Regions from separate parts of the Mus musculus genome. Here regions 1, 2, 4, 5 and 6 are each linked to region 3. Evidence: chromatin contacts called from public Hi-C and promoter capture Hi-C data. All regions are on one chromosome and are shown on one strand. The core of a region is the stretch at or near the end of the contact, and the rest is flanking DNA. Distances in the headings are between cores, read along the strand shown.

Evidence for each region. Promoter capture Hi-C pulls out the DNA fragments that hold promoters and counts their contacts. Hi-C and Micro-C count contacts between places; a contact is called where the count stands out from the background. Capture Hi-C pulls out chosen DNA fragments and counts their contacts.
Region 1: a contact with region 3 is called in a promoter capture Hi-C map of adipose tissue, with 2.7 times the contacts expected there. The contact joins the promoter of Hdgfl3 here to the promoter of Stard5 in region 3. A contact is called at or near these places in 1 of 39 promoter capture datasets (embryonic stem cells) and 2 of 9 other capture datasets (adipose tissue and liver).
Region 2: a promoter capture Hi-C map of neutrophils shows a contact between it and region 3, with 3 times the contacts expected there. The contact joins the promoter of Tm6sf1 here to the promoter of Stard5 in region 3. A contact is called at or near these places in 5 of 39 promoter capture datasets (the C10 cell line, hippocampal neurons, liver and 2 more) and 1 of 9 other capture datasets (adipose tissue).
Region 4: a promoter capture Hi-C map of embryonic stem cells shows a contact between it and region 3, with 4 times the contacts expected there. The contact joins the promoter of Adamtsl3 here to the promoter of Stard5 in region 3. A contact is called at or near these places in 2 of 39 promoter capture datasets (the 3T3-L1 cell line and embryonic stem cells) and 1 of 9 other capture datasets (embryonic stem cells).
Region 5: a contact with region 3 is called in a Hi-C map of liver, with 3 times the contacts expected there. The contact joins the promoter of 2610206C17Rik here to the promoter of Stard5 in region 3. A contact is called at or near these places in 2 of 39 promoter capture datasets (both in liver), 1 of 484 Hi-C or Micro-C datasets (liver), 1 of 115 datasets of contacts at active chromatin or transcription factors (extraembryonic endoderm stem cells) and 1 of 9 other capture datasets (adipose tissue).
Region 6: a promoter capture Hi-C map of embryonic stem cells shows a contact between it and region 3, with 4 times the contacts expected there. The contact joins the promoter of Sh3gl3 here to the promoter of Stard5 in region 3. A contact is called at or near these places in 3 of 39 promoter capture datasets (the 3T3-L1 cell line, embryonic stem cells and hippocampal neurons).

Annotation. Positions count from the first base shown.
Region 1 is chr7:81,932,247-81,935,997 of GRCm38.p6, reverse strand. Hdgfl3 (HDGF like 3) reads left to right here and starts at 1,539. Exons shown (of 6, transcript NM_013886.4): 1 at 1,539-2,059. The coding sequence starts at 1,976.
Region 2 is chr7:81,856,918-81,860,292 of GRCm38.p6, reverse strand. It overlaps Tm6sf1 (transmembrane 6 superfamily member 1), which reads right to left and starts at 1,292. Exons shown (of 10, transcript NM_145375.4): 1 at 753-1,292. The coding sequence starts at 844.
Region 3 is chr7:83,629,924-83,633,729 of GRCm38.p6, reverse strand. It overlaps Stard5 (StAR-related lipid transfer (START) domain containing 5), which reads right to left and starts at 1,713. Exons shown (of 6, transcript NM_023377.4): 1 at 1,591-1,713; 2 at 945-994; 3 at 468-600. The coding sequence starts at 1,689. Gm16638 (predicted gene, 16638) reads left to right here and starts at 1,889. Exons shown (of 4, transcript NR_166697.1): 1 at 1,889-2,964.
Region 4 is chr7:82,334,126-82,337,404 of GRCm38.p6, reverse strand. Adamtsl3 (ADAMTS-like 3) reads right to left here and starts at 1,711. Exons shown (of 30, transcript NM_001190374.1): 1 at 1,495-1,711; 2 at 119-220. The coding sequence starts at 1,497.
Region 5 is chr7:84,688,209-84,691,617 of GRCm38.p6, reverse strand. 2610206C17Rik (RIKEN cDNA 2610206C17 gene) reads right to left here and starts at 1,978. Exons shown (of 5, transcript NR_038175.1): 1 at 1,804-1,978. It overlaps Zfand6 (zinc finger, AN1-type domain 6), which reads left to right and starts at 1,661. Exons shown (of 7, transcript NM_001360578.1): 1 at 1,661-1,872.
Region 6 is chr7:82,173,015-82,176,656 of GRCm38.p6, reverse strand. It overlaps Sh3gl3 (SH3-domain GRB2-like 3), which reads right to left and starts at 1,861. Exons shown (of 9, transcript NM_017400.7): 1 at 1,638-1,861. The coding sequence starts at 1,682.

The DNA.
Region 1 (3,751 bases), core at 290-2,789, 1.7 Mb after region 3:
CAGATCAACCTCTCTTCTGGCCACCTGAGTACTCTTTAACACAATTATGATCACTTCCAGCTTAACTTCCTTGCATGGCTTCCACACTGATTCTCTCCCCTACTCATGACCGCCCAGAGCCCACAGGCAGCCTCGGCCATTCCAGCTTTGGACAGTTAGGGCTCTGGTGGCCTGTCAAGAGATGCGGCTTTGACATGGCACCTAGGATGTGTGTGATATGACTTGTAGACGTGACAAGCTCGTTCTCGGGCTATCACAGCCGGGGGAAAAAACCTAGACTAATTTTGCAGCGCAAGAGAGGACAAGGTGAGCCTATAGGGAAGGTGAGGGGTGGGTGCTGGAGAATTAAGAGATGCAAAAAAAGAAACAGCCAAGTACTGTGAACAAAGTAAACGCTCCTCGGAATGTCTCCAGACTCTACAGCCGGCCACTGGAAACCCATCACGGAGAGGCTGCGGTAAGCACAGCTCTCAAGCACAAGTGAGTGGGGCAGATGCTTGGAAAACCCACTTTCTACAGAGGGGAGAAATGGCAAAGAGGGCAATTCACAAAGGAGAGCTGTCTTCCCAACTAGGTGCAGCACCAGAGGACCTTTTAAAGAAGGCAAGATCACAGGGATCTTCCACAGGGCGCATTCATCCATTCATCGAGCAGATGCAGAAAAGAGTGAATTATTTTATTTACCTCTCACAAAGGAGAATGCTATAAAGATTCTCACTCCCAAAATGTCTTTTTGAAAGCAGTCAGCTGAAATCCAAATAAAACAATGGTGAATGCACACGTTTGTCGTAGACTTACTAACCTGTATAAAGAAATCTCTAGAAGCTGCTCTCCAGTATGTTACCAGAATTGAAAACAACTGATTTGACTTGTCAGGGTAAGTCCTTTGCCCCAAAATTATTGGCCCATGAAGGCCCCACACAGAGAAGCATAACTTAGGCTATGGGCACTGAACCATATAGATCCATGTTCAAAGCCCGACTGTGCCATCCTGTCGGTGAGGACTGGCCTTGACTCCAGTGAAGTCGCTTGCCCTAGGTGGGTCACACTGCATCATTAAGGCAGACCTGGGGCAAGAACCTTGCCCTTGTTCTTTCCAGGTACCTACTGACCAGGCAGCGAGTCCCCTGCGCAGCTATCCCCCATGCCTGGGAAGCCTTTGTCCCCCCTCTCCCCCAACTCACCAGAGAGCACCCGAGGAAGTGGCCCACGGGTAGGGGGCAGTCAGAAAGGGGGTGCAGTCCGCAGGGGGTGGGCGCGAGCAGGAGGGGAAAGAGGGGCGGCCGGGTGGTGATTGGCTGGGCTTCACCAGGCAGCTCCCGGCCAAGAACAAAAGAGAGCAGGCGGCGGGCGTCTTTGGAGTAGGCGCTCCCACCCGCGGGGCACCGGCTTCGCTGCTGCGGGAGGACGCGCCCACCAGCAGCCCGCGGAGCAAGCCAGGCGGCGCGCGCGGTTTCTCCGAGAAAGCCGGCCGTGCACCTAGGAATTAACCGGCCGGCGCGCGAGGGGAGGGAAGCGGGGCGGGCGAGGGGTGGAGGGGGGGAATGCTGAGCGCGCGCGAGAACAATAATAAGATCGTGTTTGCGGTCGCTGCCCGAGGAGGAATTCGGAGGAGGCGCGAGGCCCGGAGCTCGCACGGAACCCAGAAGCTCGGCGGGGAGGCGGCGGCTGCATGAGGCTGGCGACGCGGCTCCTGTGAGCAGCGCGCGGCGGTAGCGGCGGCGTCGGGACTCGGCGCGGCCGGACGCGGGCTCCCATCCCCCGCAGCCGGGCGGGGATCTGCGGGGCCTGCGGTGCCCCCCGCCCACCGCTCGCCTCGGCCACTGCCTCGCCGCTCTCCCTCGTCGGAGCGGCCGCTCGAGCGTTCGGCTCGAGGCCCCGCGGGGAGCGCGGCGCGGTTCCGTCGTCCCGCGGAGGGGCGGCCTCCCAGCATCTTCGCGGCGGCCAAGGACCGGCGAGCAGGAGAACGACCGGGATGGCGCGTCCGCGGCCCCGCGAGTACAAAGCGGGAGACCTGGTCTTCGCCAAGATGAAGGGCTACCCGCACTGGCCCGCCCGGGTGAGTACGGCGGCCGCGCGCGCGGGCCCGCCCGCCCACCATTTTCCCTTCATGATGGCGCGCCCGCCCCCTTTCCCCATCACCTCGGCTCGAGCCCGCCTCGCGCCTGGCCGCCGCCTGGGCTGAACCGCGAGCTGTGCTGCGCACCGGGCTCCGGGCCGAGGCGAAGGTTCCGGGCTGCGCCCTCGCCGGCTCGGCGGCCATCCTGACGCCCACGTTCGAAGGCGGGTTCGACCGGACAGGCCCGACGTCGCCTTCCTCATGGAAGCCGGCGGGGACCGGGAAGCGGGTCCGGGGTGGAGGCGCCGGCTGGCTCCCAGCATGGTCCTGAGTAGACGCCCTGATCCGGGCGAACGTCGAGGCAGGTAGGAGAGCGAAAGGCTGTCCCCCAGCCGGCGAGAGCCGGTGACGGTCAGTCCTGGGAAAGGGGATGGTCGTGCAGAGGCCAGCGGCAGTCTCATGGTAGCAATCTTCGATCTCAGAGCATCCTTCATCTTCCAGACTTGTTGAGTGTTTCCTGGGCGCGATCCCCTGTGCCTCACCTGCCCTCTCATTGTCCATTGCCTCCCTGGTGCCCTGGTTCTTAGAAACTGACACCAAATAGCCTGTCACTGGCTGGTGAATTCAAGGAGCTTCCTTGTGCCTTTTCACCTCCATATTTGTTTTAGGTCGGTTCCCGAACCTTATTCTTGGCCTCGAACCAAACCCACGACAGCTCTCTTCTTCCTAAACAGCAAGACTGTCGCTAGGTTTTCTCTAGAAAGCATCTGCATTTAATACACAGCATTCAGTATTTTTATTCCGATCCTTACTGAGGAAGAAGCACTACCGCGTCTGTGCGCACCTTATGTTGAAAAAAAAAAACAATCACTTTCACCTTCAATTTGTTTAAATTTAATAGCTGGCGGTTGACTGACTGAAAAGAATACAGTTAAAAGATAGTTAAAGCAGTTTGGAGACAATGCTGGGTATTCTTGAGGAACAAAAATAGTCAAGGGAGAAGCTGACAGAAATTGGGAGCTTGGGAGCGTGAACTCGTGTTGTGTGGTGATAAAGTGAAGGTAACAAGACCAAGGGGAAAGTACACCCATTCACACAAGGAAGTGACATCAAGAGGGGCAGGCTGAAGATCAGTGTAGTTGAGGTAATGGATAGACATAATCATTTTGAACTCGTTTGTTTTGGCATGATTTTAAAATGGAAAGGACACTGGGCCAGGAACTTAGGGGATCTGGAGAGTGGGTCAGGCACTGTTAGGAACTAATCATTTTAACTGCCTGCACTTCCATTTCTGTAACTTTAGAATAACCATCTCCAGGATTCCTTCCAACACTAACAACCTCAGGCATCAAGAGGAAAAAAACAGTCTTACTCAGATTCCACTCGGATGTGATAAATTCTTCATGTATAAACTCTAAGACCTGGAATAAGGCAGAGTTTCAACGTCGAAGTACTGGTTGTCATTGTTTTGTTATTTGTTTGCTTTAATCTTACAAAATAGTGAATAATACTCGAAGGGCAAGGTTGACGATTTTAGGGGTCTTCTAGGGAGTCCCTGTGTGTATTGTCAAGCCAATAAACAACTCTGTGAGGTTGTATGTATATACTCACAGTCTGTGCCATAGTCTGGCCATGGAAAAGTATCTTCCGAGGATCAAAAAGAAAATACTTACAGCCTCATTAACACGTTGC
Region 2 (3,375 bases), core at 43-2,542, 1.8 Mb after region 3:
TGCTATGAAAAGCACAGCCAGTTACTTCCTCCTCCAGCAGCCCACAATCAACTTCAGCAGGGCCACCGCTGGCGCCTTTCCACTGACCACCCAGGCCTTCGGCTGCCCATGGGGGCTCGTCAGTCAGTGATCCCTTTAGAGAAGTGAAAGCCAAGACTGGGACCCAGAGCCCTTACAGAATTCGTCGGTTCCTTAGCATTAAACTGATCACTGAACCTTTGCTCCTGGCCAGCATCGAACCTCTATCCCTTTCACAGCGCCCTTGCACAAAGTTCCCACAAGATCCTTGAGGTGCAAAGACAGACCAGAACACTAAAGCCAGGTCACCCTGTTAGTAGCAAAGGCTCAGAAAACCATGGTTATTTCTGTTAGCCGCTCACAACAGTTTCTAAAATTATAAAATGGTAAGTATGTGAAAGTCCATACAAGGAAAGCGTTCCTTTCAAATAAGGCGGTTCGTGCCTTCCGTGTTGCTCTGCACCCCTCTAGTGTCTGAGAGCCTCGGAGGCAGGGGCATTTCGGTATTGACCTTGGTAATATCAGCTACCCACCCAGTACTGGCAAAGAGCAGGCGCCCAGCTCTCAGACCTTGAACTGCCCTAGCCCAGTTTGAGGACCTAGGGCCGGGTGACCCTGGTGCCTCCCTCATGCTGCGGGCGTGGCGTTTCTGGAAGCTACCCAGTCCCAAAGCCGCGGTCCCAAACCCGCGGAAAAGTTGCGGGCTCTTGTCTACCCCGCGCGCGCTCACTCACTCGTGCTGGGCCGCCAGGTGGTTGAAGATGTAGGTGACCGGGATGGCTGAGAGGGACAGCACAAAAACCCCCGTGGCCGCAGAGGCACTCATTGCCACCTCCGGGTCGCTCTTCTTTCACCGCATCGCGCCGGGGGTCCCCTGGCTCAGCTTCCGGCGGCGCCGCGCCCCTCGCCGCTGCCCTTCCAGGCGGCCCCCGGCCGCGTCTCCTCTGCGCGTCCCCGTCGCCCGTAGCTGCCCGGCGCGCACAGAGAGAGGCACCACCCGGGTGCTCTAGGGCCGCTGTACGATCCCCAGAGGCGTCCCCACCAGGCTCCTGCTAACGAACGCAAGGGCTCAGCAGCCACCGCGAGGAGACAAGCGCCCCAGGACGCTTGCTTTAATGGGAAAAGGAAGGGCCCGGCGAAGGACGCGGGTCACAGATGGGAGCTGGGCATCCTCGAGCTGGAACGGAGCTGGGCTGAGCCAAGGGCCAGCAGAGGGTGGAGCCAGATCTGAGGGTGTCAGAGCCCGCAGGCCCGCGAGATCGGCTCAGAGACCTGTGGGGACAGATGCTCCTGGAACAACACTGTGCCGCCCTCCCACCCCACCCCCCGCGCGCACCCCTTCCCTACACACAGCTGCCATCAACGTCCGCAACCAATGTTCCAGTGCCAAGTGGAAATATTTGTTTTCCACCTTGGTTGCTCACTCACCGCCCCTTGACCTTGATCAAGTTACTGAAACATTCTGTATCATTTCTCTGTGAAATGGGAATAACCTGCTCCCTCGTATGATTGTGGAAATCGACCGAGTTAACAAGCGTGGAGTGCTTGCCCTGCACTGCTCAGCACACTGGTCTGTCTCCTGCTCCCTTTCTTTTTTTGTAGCAGAACTGACCCTCAGAGGAATGCCCTGATGTAAGACACTGAGGCAGCGTTCATTCCTTGCCTGGAGTGTTTTTGGAGGCCAGGTTACCACCGGCTAGCCTGGCAGGTCCTGAAGATTAGGGCTCTTCGTGGAATATTCCCAGACGTCTGGGTGTAGAGCATGAGAGTGCCGCCCAAAGAGCTGCTTGAGCAGGGTGTGCTCAGGAAGCCCCCTGGGCCTGAGTCCTGTTGGTATGGCCCCAGGGAAGGGAAAAGAAGTGGGCTCCGGAGCAACAGTGGGGGCAGCAGAGTGCGCGCCTTCCTGTCTTTAGGTCAGAGGCTTACAGGTCATTTGGCTCATTTTCAATGTGAGGAAAATGAACCTGCACCAGGACAGTCGGTTGTTCCAAAGCCAGCTCTCCTACTATCTGCCCTCCCTTTTCTTGAAAACTCAGCCAACAATGGGCACAAAAGGGTAAAGACTGTCCAAACGGCAGCATCTCGCAAAGCTTCTCCCAGAAGTCTCAGTGGGAACCTGGACATCGCTCACGATCTTCCATGATCGCTCCTTGCCTTTACCACCTCCTTCATTCCCCAAAGCGCCTTCTCTCCTCCAGGCCATCTCCTAGGCCAGTTTCCCAGCCAGTCCAACCTCCTCCACATCCCACACCGAGCTGCTTTAGCCGTCTGCGTGTATCCTGAGTCTCTCGGGCTGCTCTGAATCTTTCTTGTCTACCTAGACACTTGCTGCATATCATTTCTATTCCTTCTCATCCATGCTTGGGCTTTTTTAAAATTCAGAATCATATTTATGGAAATAACTTAATAGAGGCTGGGGGTGTAGTTGATCGTGCTTGCTTTGTGTGCACAAATCTTAAGGCTCTGTCCTCGTGCACTTCATGAACTGACTTTGATGGGGGCTCATCTGAAATCCCAGCACTAAGAGATGGAGGCAGAGGGAGTCCCTGGTTCAAGGTCATCCTTAGCTACCCAGCAAGTCTGAGGCCGACCTGGGATATATGAGATTCTGTCTCAACTAACAAAAAGGTACCGGGAAATGCCACAGAGTATGCCACATCCTGAGCTCCGCGTCACCCGCTCCGGATGGAAACTGAGGTGTTGAGGGACAGAGAGGTGATCAGGCTCCTCTCAGAAAACCTCAAGTGCAGGAAGCTACTTCTAAGGTCCGACCTGGTGAGGGAAGCATCTTAAAAGCCTGTGGTATGCACAACTGCTTTCCAGAAAAAGAGGCAGCAAGATCAGTTGGGAAGCCTCTACAATTTATCCTGCCAAGAGATGATAAGACCAGAACCAACCCAATGGCAATGAGAGGGCAGAGGAGACAGACATGAAAGATGCCAGAAAGAATCGGACAAAGTGGGAGGAGACTAGAAAAGAACGTGTTCTGGGTGTGTTGGATTTTCAGTACCCACAGTGTTCCCACTATCCCAAAGGCAATTGGGAGTCTTGATCTGTTCCAGCAAAAGAGGCAAAGGCTGTAGATACAAGTTTGGGTGTCACCAGCCTAGAGGTGGGGCTTAAAATCAAGACAGTGAATTCAGCACAGAGGAAGAGTCAATGAGAAGGGTAAACAGGAGCTATCTGAGAGAGGTCTGTGTGCATTGCCACCGGCAGACCAGTACACTCACAGCTACCCTGACAGCACCATCAACTAACATCCCACGGCTGAGCGCTGACAAAGGTTTATATAACAGGCATATTGGACTTGTGTTTGCAGTGCTTTATCTTGAAGATGAACACGTGGATAGTAAGAGG
Region 3 (3,806 bases), core at 464-2,963:
CACCTTTTCATGCTCTATGGCCCCATGGAATTGAGGCTGCCACACTAGACAAGGCAGTTGGCAGAGCAACGTTGCTGTATCCCAAGGCTTTCTGCTGGGTAGGGCTGGTCTGCAGGATGAACGCTTTCCTGAAGGAGACTTGTAGTGGTCCCGCTGTGGGCAAAGGACCAAAGTGGCTCTGTTAAGAGACAATGCTTCAAACTAGATCTGTTGGTGTAAATCCAGGCCTGCCTCTTTGTCTGGGGAGGCCAAGCCTTGCCCTGCAATTCCTCAGCTATAGTCTGTAGATTCTGCTGAGGGTTTCTTAGTCTCTCAGAGACACATTGTTTCCTGCCAGGGACAAGGCTGGACTCGTCTGCATGGCACTCCTCTTGCCTACAGATGTTATAGATCCCTCTTCAGAGAGGTGGGGTCGGGGTGTTGCAGCAAGACAAGACACTACAGATAACACAGCCAGAGACACTTACATCCGTGATGCTCTGGACAATTTCAAAGCTGCTCACATTATCATCCCACTTCTCCCGGAGGCCCGAAGCAACTGGCTTTATGCAATCCCACACCTCTTCTGGTGTCCCACACAGAATCCCTTCTCCTCGGTACCTAGAATGGAGAGGAATTTGATCCACCGAGTCAATTAAACTTGTTTATCTTAGGATTTTATCTCAGGTCTATTACATTTTTGTTCTGGTTCTAGGACTTGCTGACAGAAAACGGCCTAAAATATGCTAGCCCATCTCCCCTCTAGCCTGCATAAACAAACAGGTACAAAGTCCTCACAGAACACAGCTTGCTAGAAACGATTCAAAACACAAGCTAATGCTTTTCTGGAAGGTAACTAGTGATCACAGAAGGCTGGGGCGGATTGGTATCTTTCATGATGCAACCCCAGAGACACCAGGACGGGAGTAAGGTTCTGACAGACTTTGTTAAAAGTGCGCACTTACAGATTCCCTGGAAACTCCTCAGATGGCCTCCAGGAAATTGAAACTCCATTCTGTCAAAAGGCATAGGATTGTAGAATTTTAGAGCTAGAGGAAGTCTTGGAGAGGAGATCTCAAGACTTGATTCCCCAAGGTCACCCAACCTGTTCCTGGCACAGTTGGGGTAACTGCCCCCTACTGCAGGCGATGAGCAGAGCGATCCTGGCTGGCTGATTCCTGGAGCTGTGGGAGTCTCTCCAGTCGCCTTAATGCCACCAAGAACTTTTTGTTTTCTCAAGCAATTTAAGGCTTTTTTTTTTTTTTTTTTTTTTTTAAATCAGAAGCGCCAAGGAAGGAAACTATTTCCCTGTCACTCCCTGGGAGAGGGATTGTGCAACAATGAACGGAGGAAAGACTTGGTACTTGGAGTTTCAGATCCAATCCTAACCTCCTAGCAGTCAGATGACCTTGAGTGGGTTTCGAAATGAAAGGGGCAGAGACCTCCAGGAGTCCCAGAGAGCATCAACCCGCAGTGGAATCAGTTTCTCAACCCACCTCTGGGGTCCAGGGTGCGGATAATCTCGGGGAGAGGAGAAGCCTAGGAGTTTGGAGGACTCCAAACCCTGCGAGCAGTCTCCAGACCCCTTTTCCCGCCCAGTCCCTCACTCACGCCTTCCCGACACTTCTTCCAGCCCGACGCGTCCCGCCGGTACCGGAGCACCTTCTCTGCCACCGCCTCACTCTCTTGCGTGGCCCAGGACGGGTCCATTCCGCCAACGTGCAGGCTCCCAGCTGTGCCACACAGGTTCTGCTGGGAGGAAAGCTGGGCCTTGGGCGGAGCCTGGAGCCCCGCCCCGAGCTCCGCCTCTCTTTCTGAATTGGTTTTCGCTCTCAGACAATTCCGTCCTTTCTTGATATTGGCCCGCCCTGCGCAGTAAGCGTCATCTCTGGGCGGGTCTCAGGCAGCTCCTTCTCCGCCACTGCAGGCTTTGGGCAGAGGCAGGAACCAGCTAGCTTAAGGAGTTTGGATGTTTACCCCTTGGTGCTGAGGTGCTTTCGGCCCCCAGTGAAACCGTGCAAACAACTTCGTAGTGGGATTCTGCAGGGTGGCCCGGAGAATGTGGAGGAGCCGGCCGGAGGTGGAGGTAGGCAGGAGGGGTACACACCAGTGTCAGTTCAGGAGGCCTGCACAGGAATGTCTGCTTCTGATAACAGAAACCGAAGCGATTCCCAATTTTATTTTATTTTATTTTTCCCCCTTGAGTAGCTAAATGCCTTTTCTGAGTAAAGGAAGAGACAACTTCGAATGGGTGGAGGAAGAAGCTGAAACCAATGTCAGATCTATTTAGTTCTAGACACCCAGGGAGCTCTTGATAGATATACATATCCAGCAGACAGCACTATGCATTGACGCCAGGTGGAGACCTCAGCTTTCCCTTGAGAGATATAATCCAGATTCTGGACATGGAAGCAGGAAGACCACTCATTAAAGGTCTGCCTGGGAAATTTAATGAGGCCAGCAGCTCAAAATAAAAGAAGTAGAAAGAGGGCTAGTGACATAGTGCAATAGTAGCATGCTCACCCAGCATGTGCCCTATCCCAGCATCATTAAATAGGCAAATAAATAAGCAGACTATTGGCAACTTCTGAACACAGAGGCAACCAGGCCCGTGGGAGAGTGTGGACTGGTATCCCCTCTGTAAGAGCAGCCCAGGTTCTCTCCTCTTCAAGCCTATTTCCAACTGATTGTTTGTAACCTCTCCATTATTTCCTCCAAAGACAAGGAAGGATGTGACTTGAAAGTCCCCTTTGGAAGAAAAGAGGGGCTGGCTGGCTGGGAAAGCAATTGGGCACCTGGAGCTCCAGTCCCAATATTGACTATGTAGGTTTGGGCAGGACTCTAAACATCTTTGAGATTTTCACAGACGTGAAATGTTATAATAACATGTATCTCCCTGGGCTACTGTGAAGAGTCCATGAAGAAGAGCATGTGAATTCTTCTGAGAGTCATAAAATAGATGGTTCACTCTGCCGTACTTTAAAGGTGAGTAGAATCATAAATGATAATCCGAGATAACGTTGAGATATGGTTTGACTAAAAGTCAACTGTTTGGCTCTTTAAACAAGGCTTTAAATTGTTAAGAACTGTTAAGAAAACTTAAGCAAAAAAAGAAAGCATCATACATGGAGAGATGCTTTGTGGCAAAATAAATGACCATGATACAAAAAGATGCAGAACCCTGGTTGTAGGGAATTACAGATCAAACAAGGGGACCTGTTTAGTGGACAAACAGGACAAGATTTGTTAGTACCTGCTTTACTCACAGTACCGAGAAAGGGTTTTTCTATACTGGGTGAGAGCTTGCATGCTCTCACCCAAACCAAGCAGTGATACACATGAACAGTTACATATTGACAGGTACATATTAACTTTCTCTTCAACACAACAATCTTACTTACACAGAAGCACGGACAATTGCCCTTGTAATGGAAACTAACTTATTTGCCAATGCATTAAGATACCCATTATGTGGGTTATGATGTTCCCATCAAACTCATGTAACACAGCTGAGAGAACTGAGGCTGGGCCCTGGAGGACTGCTCAAGAGAGCAGAGGGCCAGACTGGGTCTAACCACATGGCTTTATAGGAGGCAGCTCTTCTCATTGACAGCCATTTGCTGTTGGAGGGACATGGATAGATTTAAAGCTTAACTGAATACAATGTGCGTTCTTATCTTTCTCTAAATGTGATCACTGTTTAAGATGGTCATCTGTTACAGCAGGTAAGCAAGCCAAATATATGAGTTTCAACTCATGAGGGCAACAGTGTTGTGAATACAAAGGTCTGTGCTTGGAAGCCATGCATGGTGGTGCATGCTTGTAAT
Region 4 (3,279 bases), core at 462-2,961, 1.3 Mb after region 3:
ATCTGTATAAGATTCTCTAGTGCAGCATTAACACTGATCCTACATCTTACATGGACTAGAATACTATTCCTATGCAAAGACAGGCATACCCAGCATTCTCGGTGGCCCATTCTATTACCTGCAGAAGACCAGAGACCGTAAAGATCATTCGTGTCAGCAGCCACCAGGATCCTGTCCAGGAAGCCATGGGGTCCAATATCATAGGAGTCTCCCTCACAGCCTACGAAAGAAAAGACAAAAAGAAAATGCCTCGTTTGCAACTAGCTCTGGCTCCAGAGGCAGAATCTGTAAGCTAAGGAGCCAATCAGAAGGCAGGGACCCTGAAGCCCAAGCAGTGTCTTAGAAACGTTTGTGTTGGCCCAGGATGGGATTGTCTGCTGCAGAATGAAGGCAATATGGGGCTCCCTTTAGGATGAGTCCCCCAAGATCAAAAAGGGGAACGGAGACTGCCTCCAGTCAGCAATTCACCCATCCCTCCAGTGCTCCAGCAGTAGGGACAACCCTGCCCCAGACACCTCCTAGCCTGTTTGTCAGCACCAGAGTGTGGCTTTTGGGGGCGGGGGGGGGGCTGGGGGTTGTGGGGAGGACCAGCCTAAAGCCAAGAGTTAGGGCACCTGCCAGCTTTAATTCCTTGAGGCAAAAATGAGTCTGAAGCCAATTAAACTAGACCAGAGAGGGAAGAACCCTGCCTAAGGGCACACAGCTAAACAGAGTCTAGGATAGGAACGCAGATTGGATAGTTAGAGGAATTTCTCACTAGATGATAGAATGCCTTCTGCTTCCAGACCTGCCTTTAAGAGAATTCTGGGGGCCACAGTCTTGCGGAGTGTAATCTCTTAAAGGTGAGGAAGAAGTAAGCCCAGGAGGGCTACGAGGACCGTTTTCCCCAATGTGTTTTCCTGTCAGTTTACAGGGAACTCAGTTTGAGCGGAGACTGGAAAAGCCGAGGTCACACTCGACTCCCGCTTCGCCTCGCGGGCGCCTTGGCGGTGTCGGTGTCCGGGGGCGGGTCGGTGGCTTCTCTCCATCTGGAGAAAGCATTAAGGCCTGGCTTAATGCGATCCGCAAATGTGCTGCTGTTTCCGACCTGAGGCGGCGACTCTGGGACGAAGGGAGGCGGCCAGGGCTGGGCCCCAGGACCACGCGCCCCTCTCCGCTGGCTCGCACACTTCAGCGCCCGCCACCCTCACGCCTCCTTTCCCTGGCGTGCGTCTCCTCTCGTTTCTCTGCGCTTCAAGCATGCGAACCTCACTCAGTAGCCAAACCTCCGGACCTTCAAACACTGCAAGCTAAGATCAGCCCGTAGTCCGCTGACCCCGCAGGGTATCCCCCATCATCCAGAGCACCCCTCGCTCGCAGAGGACCAGGAAAGGTTCTGTCCAACATTCCCGGATCCTGTAGCGCGCCTGCCTGGAGCTGTCTAAGCCCCATAGGGCAGTGCTCAACCAAGACCTTATTTTCCAGTAGCGTTCCCATCAACTTGCTCCACCTTACCATCCTCAGAGAGATGAATCCCTGGATCCCCCGCGGGTGTTTCCAATCCGGAGTCGCAGCAGCGTCTGACGGTGCAAGGAGGGATGCGCGCTGCGAGACAGTGGCGAGCAGCGCCGACTCGGCGACACCTCGTGCGGAGCGCGGGATCCCGACGGTCCCCGACGCCGGCCTCCAGCTCGCGCCGCCGCCAAAGTTAAATGGGGCTGGGACGCGGCCGCCCCGCCTGTCCCGCCCCTCCGGGCGCGCGGAGCGCAGTGCTGGCCCCGACCCAGGGGCGGAGGGCGCGCGCCGCCACCTGCGCCGCCCGTCCCGCAAGTGCGCGCCGCGTCTAGGGTACCGTCAGTCCCTCCCGCCCTGCGTCCTCTGCCCTAACCCAGGGGCGCTGGGAACGCGGGGACAAGCGGGCCACCGAGCCGCAGCCAGGCGGCTCGGAGCGCTCGGGGCCGCCGCGGCCACGGCGAGACTCCGCTGGAACGCTTCTCCGCCCGCTTCCTGGAAGCCACTCCTTGCCCTGGGCCTGCAGCCAGGCCTGGTGCCAGGAGCTCCGGCTGCCGCCGGCGGCAGCGCGCTCTGGGGAGGCGTCCGCTGCGCCACGGGCCAGCCAGGCCAGCCAGACCAGTGCGAGGATGCCACCCTCTCCCAGCACCACCGCCAGACCCCGGGGACCTCAGCTGTTAAGTAATACCCTGCAGAGGCTGCCCAGAGTCTACCCACTCCTGCTGGTAGCCTTAGGAGCTTGACCATCACCCATTCAAACAGCCCCTGCGGTCTTGGTATAATTGGGGACCATGGATGACCCAGCAGGGACACCTAAACCTGAGACCTAGAGTCCCTGGTAGGAAACAGGTTTGGGTCCCACAGAAGTCCAGACCTGTCAGGAAATAAATACAGCTACAGCCCCGGGGCCTAGAGGTTTGGAAGAGAGGTGTCCCAGTCATGAATGGAGGAGGGTTGAGGGCACCTTGAGCACTTCTGAAGGAAAGAAAAGCCATGGAAGAGACATGGGGGCTTGGCTTCATCTCAGCAATAGGAGTCAAGGGCCAGGTGTTCCATTTAAGGCACCATTGTGCCTCCCGTATTGCTGCTCCCTTGAGTGATGCCACTTTGTCAAGTGGTATGTGTAGCCAGCCTTCCCAAAAGCAGTCGTTCCTAGAGTTATCTTAAGTCCTCGGGGAGTAGCTTTTCATGATGATCAGAGAGGCCAGGTCTGGAACTGGTTCCTAGGTACCTATTTCTCGCTAGAGTCTGAAACATTTGCATCCAAAGTTGCTCTCTTGCCTAGTGAACTGAAGGCTGGTATGTTCCAGATTCTTTTATGGCATTGCCAAGAGTTCCCCCCACGTGTTTTCCTATTCTCTCCTTCCCTGATCAGATGGCCTCCTCTGACCAGGAAAAGGGCCTTGTCAAGACTGTCTCTCCACTCCAGAGAGGGAAACGGCTGGAAACCTATGGAAAATGAGCAGGTGGTGCATGGGAAGAGATTCAGGAGGAACCAAGAAGGGAGGACAGAGCTAGACCATGACTAGCTCACCTGCAGACCACTGAGTCTCTCTGTTCACCCTAGTTTAGCTCTGGAAAGTGGGGCAGATAATACACATATGGATACTGGGCTATTACTCTGATGGGGATTATGCAGGATTAGGTTCCCATGAGCCTCTGGTTATGTTTTGACAGCCACTTGGCACACTGCCTTATTTTGTATGCCTTTCCGTGTAAAAGCACCTTGTCTAACACATGTTCATTCATTCTCCCTGAGCTCCTGGCACCAGCACCTGTCAACTCTCC
Region 5 (3,409 bases), core at 729-3,228, 1.1 Mb before region 3:
TTCTTGGGCAAAATCCTCTCGATGTTTTAGCCCATGTTTCTAAGTGTGTGTGTGTGTGTGTGTGTGTGTTGTTGTTGTTGTTGTTGTTGTTGTTTTGGTTTTGGTTTTGTACATAGCCTTGCCTGTCTGGAAACTCACTATGTAGATCAGATGGGCCTTGAACTCACAGAGATCAACCTGCCTCTGCCTCCCTAGTATTGAGTTTAAAGGTGTGAGTCTCCACACCTGGCTTTAAAGATTTATTTTCAAGTGTATGAGTGTTTTGACAGTTGTGAGCCACCACGCAGATGCTGGGAACCCAACCTAAGACCACTACAAGAGCAGTAAGTGCTCTTAACTGCTGAATCATTACTCCAACCTTAAATATAAATTTTGAATGGGTTGAATGTGCCTCAAAAACACCCTTAGGCCCTGGGTAGGGACCTTCTGTTCTGCTCTGGTTTCGAACAGCAGGCTTAGCTTTATTTTATTTGGCCCTGGGTTTCACTACTTAGCTCTGGTCACCCTGGAACTTGCTATATCCACCAGGCTGACCTAGTACTCACAGAGGTATATTTTTCTTTGCCTCTCCATGCTGAAAGTATAAAGGCCTGGGCCACGGTGGCTGGCCAGGCTTAGCTTTGGTGATTTATTTTAGAATATCCTGCCCCAGAAACTTGTCTGTCACCTCACAAGAGCATTGTGTGTTTCTCCCAAGCCCTCTTCAGGAACACTTCCTTTCGTTTTCCATGAAGTCATAAGAATTTTTCAAATGCCACCTTTTCTTCAAAGAATTCTACCTGACCTCCACCATGTCCTCTATTCTGTCTCCTCCTTATTCTACAGGATTACAGAAAGCAGCCCAAACCACACATGGTTAGCCGTATCTCAACCTTGTGACCATGAGCCCCTATTACTGTAAAAATAGGGCAGAAATTTCAGGGAAATAGGTAAAGAGAGCACAGTGACAAAGATAAACATTGTAAAACACCAAAAGGCACAACCCCAAGACTAACAAAATAACATAATTTCAAATAAAGACAGGACTCTAGGCAATCCTGTTTGGGCTGGGGAAATCTCAGGAGAGCTGTCCCCCACTTCTCCCGCACAACCTGTGCAGGGCTGCTGGACTAGAATCTACCGCTTCCGCGAGAAGGTCCAGGGGGCTTCCCGAGTCCAGGCGTGTAGGTGTGTATTACACAAGCGAGCACACACGCCTCAGGTCTCGCTCTCTGTAAATCGTGGTTCAGGACAGGGCAGAGTTCAGACCTGGCACTTTGGGCTGGCCCTCCTGGTCTTCTAGGGGCCTGGGCAACAGAATCTCAATCTATGTCGTCTCTCAAACTACGCAGGTGGAACACCAGCTCTAGACAAGGGTAGTCTATCCCTGGGAGGATGCAGAGCCCGGAGCTACGTCATCAGACACCCCATCCCCTCGCCGTCCCCCAAGTCTGCACCAGAGCCCTCTTGCTCCTGAGGCAACATCAAAAAGCTAACCTAGCCCGCTGACCTGGCCGAGGCAGGGGCGTGGCCGAGAGAAAAGCAGCGCCTCTGTGCCACGCCCCTCAAATGCCTTGACCAATAATAGCACTCTCCGAGATCCGGCCCCGCCCCCACGCCGCCTCCGGCCCGCGGCCCCGCCCGGGCCGGTCATAATTAGGCAGCGGGCTGGGACTGCCGCGTCAGCGCGCGTTGAGAGCCAATCGCGGGCGCTCCCTTGAGGCCGCGTCACAGGCCGAGCAGCCAAACAGAAAAGTTTAATAAACAGCGGACGGAGGGCCGGCGGCGGCGGGCCGGGAGCGAGTGGGGGTTTGGCGGCCTCACCTGTCCTCACTCTCAGCGGCGGCGAGAGGCGGCGGCGGCAGCGCGTCCGGCGGAGAGGGCCGCCGCCAGGTGAGGAGTGCGGGCAGCGGTGGGCGCAGCCTCCGGGCGGCCTGGGAGCCGGAAGCGGCGGGCGGCGCAGCAGGTGGCCTCGCAGTGGCGAGCGGAGGGCGCGGTCCCGGTGGGGCGCGGTCCCGGGCTCCCCGGGCGCGCGCTGAGCTCGGGGTCGGGGTGGGCGCGCCTGGGGCCAGTCCGGAGCAGCTGCCGCACGCCGGGCAGCGTCCTCACGTCCCTTTGGTAGGCTGAGGCTAGAGAAGGCTCAGAGGGAGTCTCCGGGATTCCAAGCTCTCTGCTCCTCTGAGAGCGTTTTCAAGTTTCTCACTGTTGGATGCGTAAACAAGCTACACGGAGTGTGGCGTCTGAAGTCAATCTAACTCTATCAGAACTCAGTGATTTGCCATCATCATCCAGAATTGTCAGGCGTTTGTGGGAACTGGGGCCTTGGGGTCACCTCCAAGCCGTGCATGCTAACTAGCTTGGTAGTCAGCACCTAGTGGTTCCGAAAACCGAAATTAAACGTCACTTTCAAACTATATTCGAAATTTATCCTTTTCCTAATTAAAATGCCACGTAGGCTTTTGAGATTATTTATGAAGTATTTTATGGCAATTGCTGTTTTATGTATTATTTCCAGGCCTGCGGGGACAATTTTTTGGTAAACCATGAACATTTAAATGGAGAAAAGACATTGTCTTAATTTTTCCTTTTTCCTTTTTTTTTTTTTTTTTTTAACATTTAAAAAACACGTAAGCCGGGCGTGGTGGCGCACGCCTTTAATCCCAGCACTTGGGAGGCAGAGGCAGGCGGATTCCAGCCTGTTCTACACAGTGAGTTCCAGGACAGCCAGGGCTACACAGAGAAACCCTGTCTCGGGGTGGGGGTGGGGTGGGGCGGGGAGACAAACATGTAAGAGGGGTAATAGGCACAGATAGGAAAATTTCAGGCTTGATTGCTGTTTTGACTGCAGCCATACTTTCCTGTGTTAATGTCAAAACTCACAATATGAGTTATATCACAAAGTTTTTAAAGTAATGGTCAGTCCTGGGAGAATACACAACACAATGTACTATAAAGAGAGAAAACATAAACTTTCAGACTCCTCACTCCAGAGCCAGAACTAGAACATTACTCAAACTTGTATGTGTTCACGAGTTTCTTATCTGGCCTAACCCAGTTTACTGTTTCTTACTGAGGTAAATAAACATTCTAGACTCGGTGGATTTGCTCATTCTCTAGCCTTTTAAAAATTAGTTTTGTCACACACTAATCTCTTCAAACAGTGTCACTTTAGGTTCCTTGCCCTTTGAACTTTGGACAGATAGTGTATGGTTGTGGTTCATCCATTTCATTGTTTCTTAATGCTGTGTTCCTCCCTTCACCCCAGTGTTTCGATGGTGTTTCTTGTTTTGCTTCTAACAAGTGTACTCTGGGAACTTTTCTTCTTGCAGCTGTTGTTGCCCAAGTTGCCTGTCGAAAAGTAAATACTGTAGATCGTGGTAGAAAGTTGTAGGCAATCAGTAATAAAATAGAGATGAAAACGTTACGATTC
Region 6 (3,642 bases), core at 612-3,111, 1.5 Mb after region 3:
AGCAGTTACTCTAGCATGGCCTTGCCCACAGAGACTCTGGGTCTCCTGGCTGCTCTAGCATTACCAAAGAAGTAGAAGCTGACAGCTTACCCACCCTCTGTATGACTCGACTGCCCCCTCCCATGATCTTGTGATAGCAGTTATTGCTTCTGAACCCACTATTGTCCATTTATTACACATACATTTATAAAGTGCTCACTACTCATCAAGCACTGGGCTAAAACACTGTCCAAATGTGGCCAGTGCCTGTGGTGAGTGTAGCACCCCCTAGAGTCTCTCTTTATATACTACTGTGTGCGACTCCACTAGCCTCAGCTCTCCCTTTTTAAAATGTTCATTTTAATTGGAATTTCCCCAAAATCACTTAGACACTCCAGAATAAGATATGCCAATGGCCCAAAGGCCAGTAACAACTGAAATATCCCACAGACTTTTGTAAGTACTATAGAAACAACAACGAATCCACCATCTCTGCTCTCACCCAGCATTTCAGGATTTCTCCTCCAGGATTTCTAACATCCTGAATAGCATCACTGTCTGCCCTATGTCCCCTGCTGAGAACAGCCATCACTTAGCTTCCTTGTGGACCAGCTGTGACTTAGGGACTAGCAGTGTCTTTCCGCCTGGAATAGAAAAAAAAAAAAGATTTTTCTAAGGCCAGCTGCAATCTCAAGATCGATATGAAGGAAAAGCCTGAGTGGGACATCGCCACCGACGTGGACTTAAGATGCAATGAAGTCCACCTGGGTTTCAGCAAAACTGAGGCTGGGAAAGAAATGAGGGCAGGGCAACAATTCCGCAGGTGCTGGTGAACAGGTTTTACAACATAGGCTCTACCATTGGTGAAGAGTATAGTGTTAGAAAGCAAATTTGCTTGTGACACACACACACACACACTTTCCTGTGTCCCTGTTTCCAGATTCCTCTGCTCAGAAAGCCCTCCTTTTCCTATAACAATCCATAGACACAATCCTTTCTCAAGCTTAATCCCCAAATGCCCTGTCTTCACCTCCTGGAAGCTTCCCATGAAGCCCCCACTGAATCACCTGCCATCCTCTTCCGCGGAGGCGTGTCTAGCTCGGTTTGTTTACGTGTGTGTTTTGGGTCTCCTCATCACACTGTCTCTTTGAGAGAGCAGGAGCCTGGTGCCAACCTCGAACCAACCCAGTGAAGACGGCCGGCAAGGGAAGGACCACAGCGATGAGCCCCAACCCCTGGAAAGCCAAAACAGAGACTGCCGGGTCCCAGCCAGGGCGCAAGAAGAGCGTCCTGGGTGCGGGGGGTGGGGGTGGGGGTCCCAACGGACAGACGAGAGATTCCGGGGCAGGAGGGAGGCCTACCACGGTCTTGGTCCCAAAAGCTCTCCTCCGGGCGCACATCCCCAAGCCCACCACCTCCGATCCCTTGCCAGCCGAACTGCTCAGATTTACAACCGCCAGGGCGCAGCGGGAGACCCGAGACTCGGGGGAGGAGGCACCAACACGCGCAGCCCAGAGCGCGCGACCGCTACTCGCCCCCCGCGCCCTCCTAGCCGACCAGAAACCCAGTCCGAAGGAAGCCGATGAAGACCCCGAGTCCATGGCCCGCAACCCCTTGGGGACGCCGCCTCCAGAAACCCCTCGCGCGCGCCTCCCTACCTGGCTGGCTTTGTGGAACTGCTTCTTGAGCCCAGCCACCGACATCGCGGCGGCGCCCCGCCCGGGGGTGGTCTCGGGGCTCCGCCGGGCCACGCGGCCCGGACGCTGAGCGGAGCGGGCACCCCGGGCGGTCCCCGCGCGCCCCACGGCCACGGCCACGGCCACGGCGCTGTCACACTGGCACAGGCGCTCGCGCAGATAGCAACACCGTGTTTCGAGGCCCCAACGCAGCCCATTGGTCGAGCCTCGGCAGCATGCAAATGAAGCTTCTAGGACCGCCCACGCTTCATTGTTGCGTGGCGACCAGGAGCTCTTGAGCCAAGAAGAGGACCAGTGGAAGGGCTGGCCGTGGGATGTCCCTGGGATAAGGAGAGCCTCTCAGGACTTCTTTCGGAAGACTTGGGATACAGCTGGCTCTGTGATTGTTCTGGACGCGAGGTCTCTCTGCTCTTCAGGGACTTGGTGGAAAACCTGGTTTTACTCACTGGTAGCAAGATCTCCCCTCCCCAAACCCCATCCCTGAGAGCTTTAGATAGACGTGTGTTGTGAGGAAGGGACGCTGGGATGTGTTCTCAAGGAGAGAAGAAACACTAGAGGAACCGGGAACTGTAGTTAGACGGAGAAACCTGCTTGTGAGAAGTTACTTGTGTTCTTAGCCAGTCTGCCGGAGCGGTTTGGGGCTCCCTGGGAGAGAGTTATGTGAGCTGAGCCTCTTCTTACCAGGCACACCAAGAGCCAGTCTACAACATACCAAAAACAGGACCTTCCGTTCCACTACTTACCAGAGAATTGTTCAGACTGGTCTCCAGGAGAGTCCTTTATACAAGATCCTTTCCACGGGGTCTAGAGGTCCTCACTGAACAGAACCCAGTCACAGAAAAGGAGCTTTGCATTAATTCGTGTGCCACCAACACGTCTACTATTTTCCCTGAATCTGACCTTTCAAAGGCCCCGTGGCTCCTAATGTCTTCAATCCATTTCAGCAATGCTTCACACCGACACGAACACTGTGCAACTTTCAGTCTCTACCTAAAAGAAATGACATTCTGTGGACGCTTCCCGGCGTCACCGGGTCTGGGATCATCAACACTCCTGTCGTCCTGAGCACTTGCAGTTCACACCTGTATCCGGGCTTCTATTTGGCTCTGGCATGTCTCCAGAAGCCTCAGCGCCTGCCTCCCAGGCCTGCCTGACTCCTCAGAGCTTCACCCTAGTGTGACAGGGTGAACACCTACAGCTCTCTATGCCTAGGTTTGCTCACAATGACTAGGAAAGTGTGGTGTCAACAGTGCCCTGCCTCTGATATGGGAGAAGATGTGGCCATCTTAACAAGCATGAGTGGTGGGACAAGGTTACTAAATGTGACTCAACACTCTTTGTCCTAGTTAGCCAAGGGCTTACTGACACCAGACAGAGGTAGGTGGTGTGACAGTGGTGACCACAGCAAAATGCCCAGTCTCCTCTGCTATCCCATCCCCACTAAAGGTTTAGGGGAAGATGGTCTCCCTTGTCCTGGACTAGTCTGTGGCTGGGTAGGAGATGTTCAGCTGCTGACCTCTGTGCCCAATAGAAGTTTAAACGGCACAGCCTCAACCCGTGCCCCCTTGAGGAGTCAGGTTCTTTTTGAAGTTGGTGACTGGCATTCTTCCATGGCTGGTAGATCTATTAGGTTTGTGCAGATTTCATTTGGGTTTGTTCTGATTTGAGGGGTAAATCCCAATTTGAATGGACCTTTCCACCATGGGGAGTGGGGCAAATTCCAGTGGGTGGGAGGCTATGGGATCATGGGGGCCATGATGCAGCTGGTCACACTGCATCTACAGTCAGTGAGCAGGGAGAAGAAACTCTATTACTAACTCATTATCTCCTTCATCCCTTTCTGTTCAGTCTTGGGCCCCAGCCATGAGATAATGGCAGCCATTCAGGGAGGTTTTCCTTCCTGTTAAAGCTCTCTGAAAACTCCCTCATGGGCGCATCCAGAAGTGTGTCTCCTAGGTGACTCCAA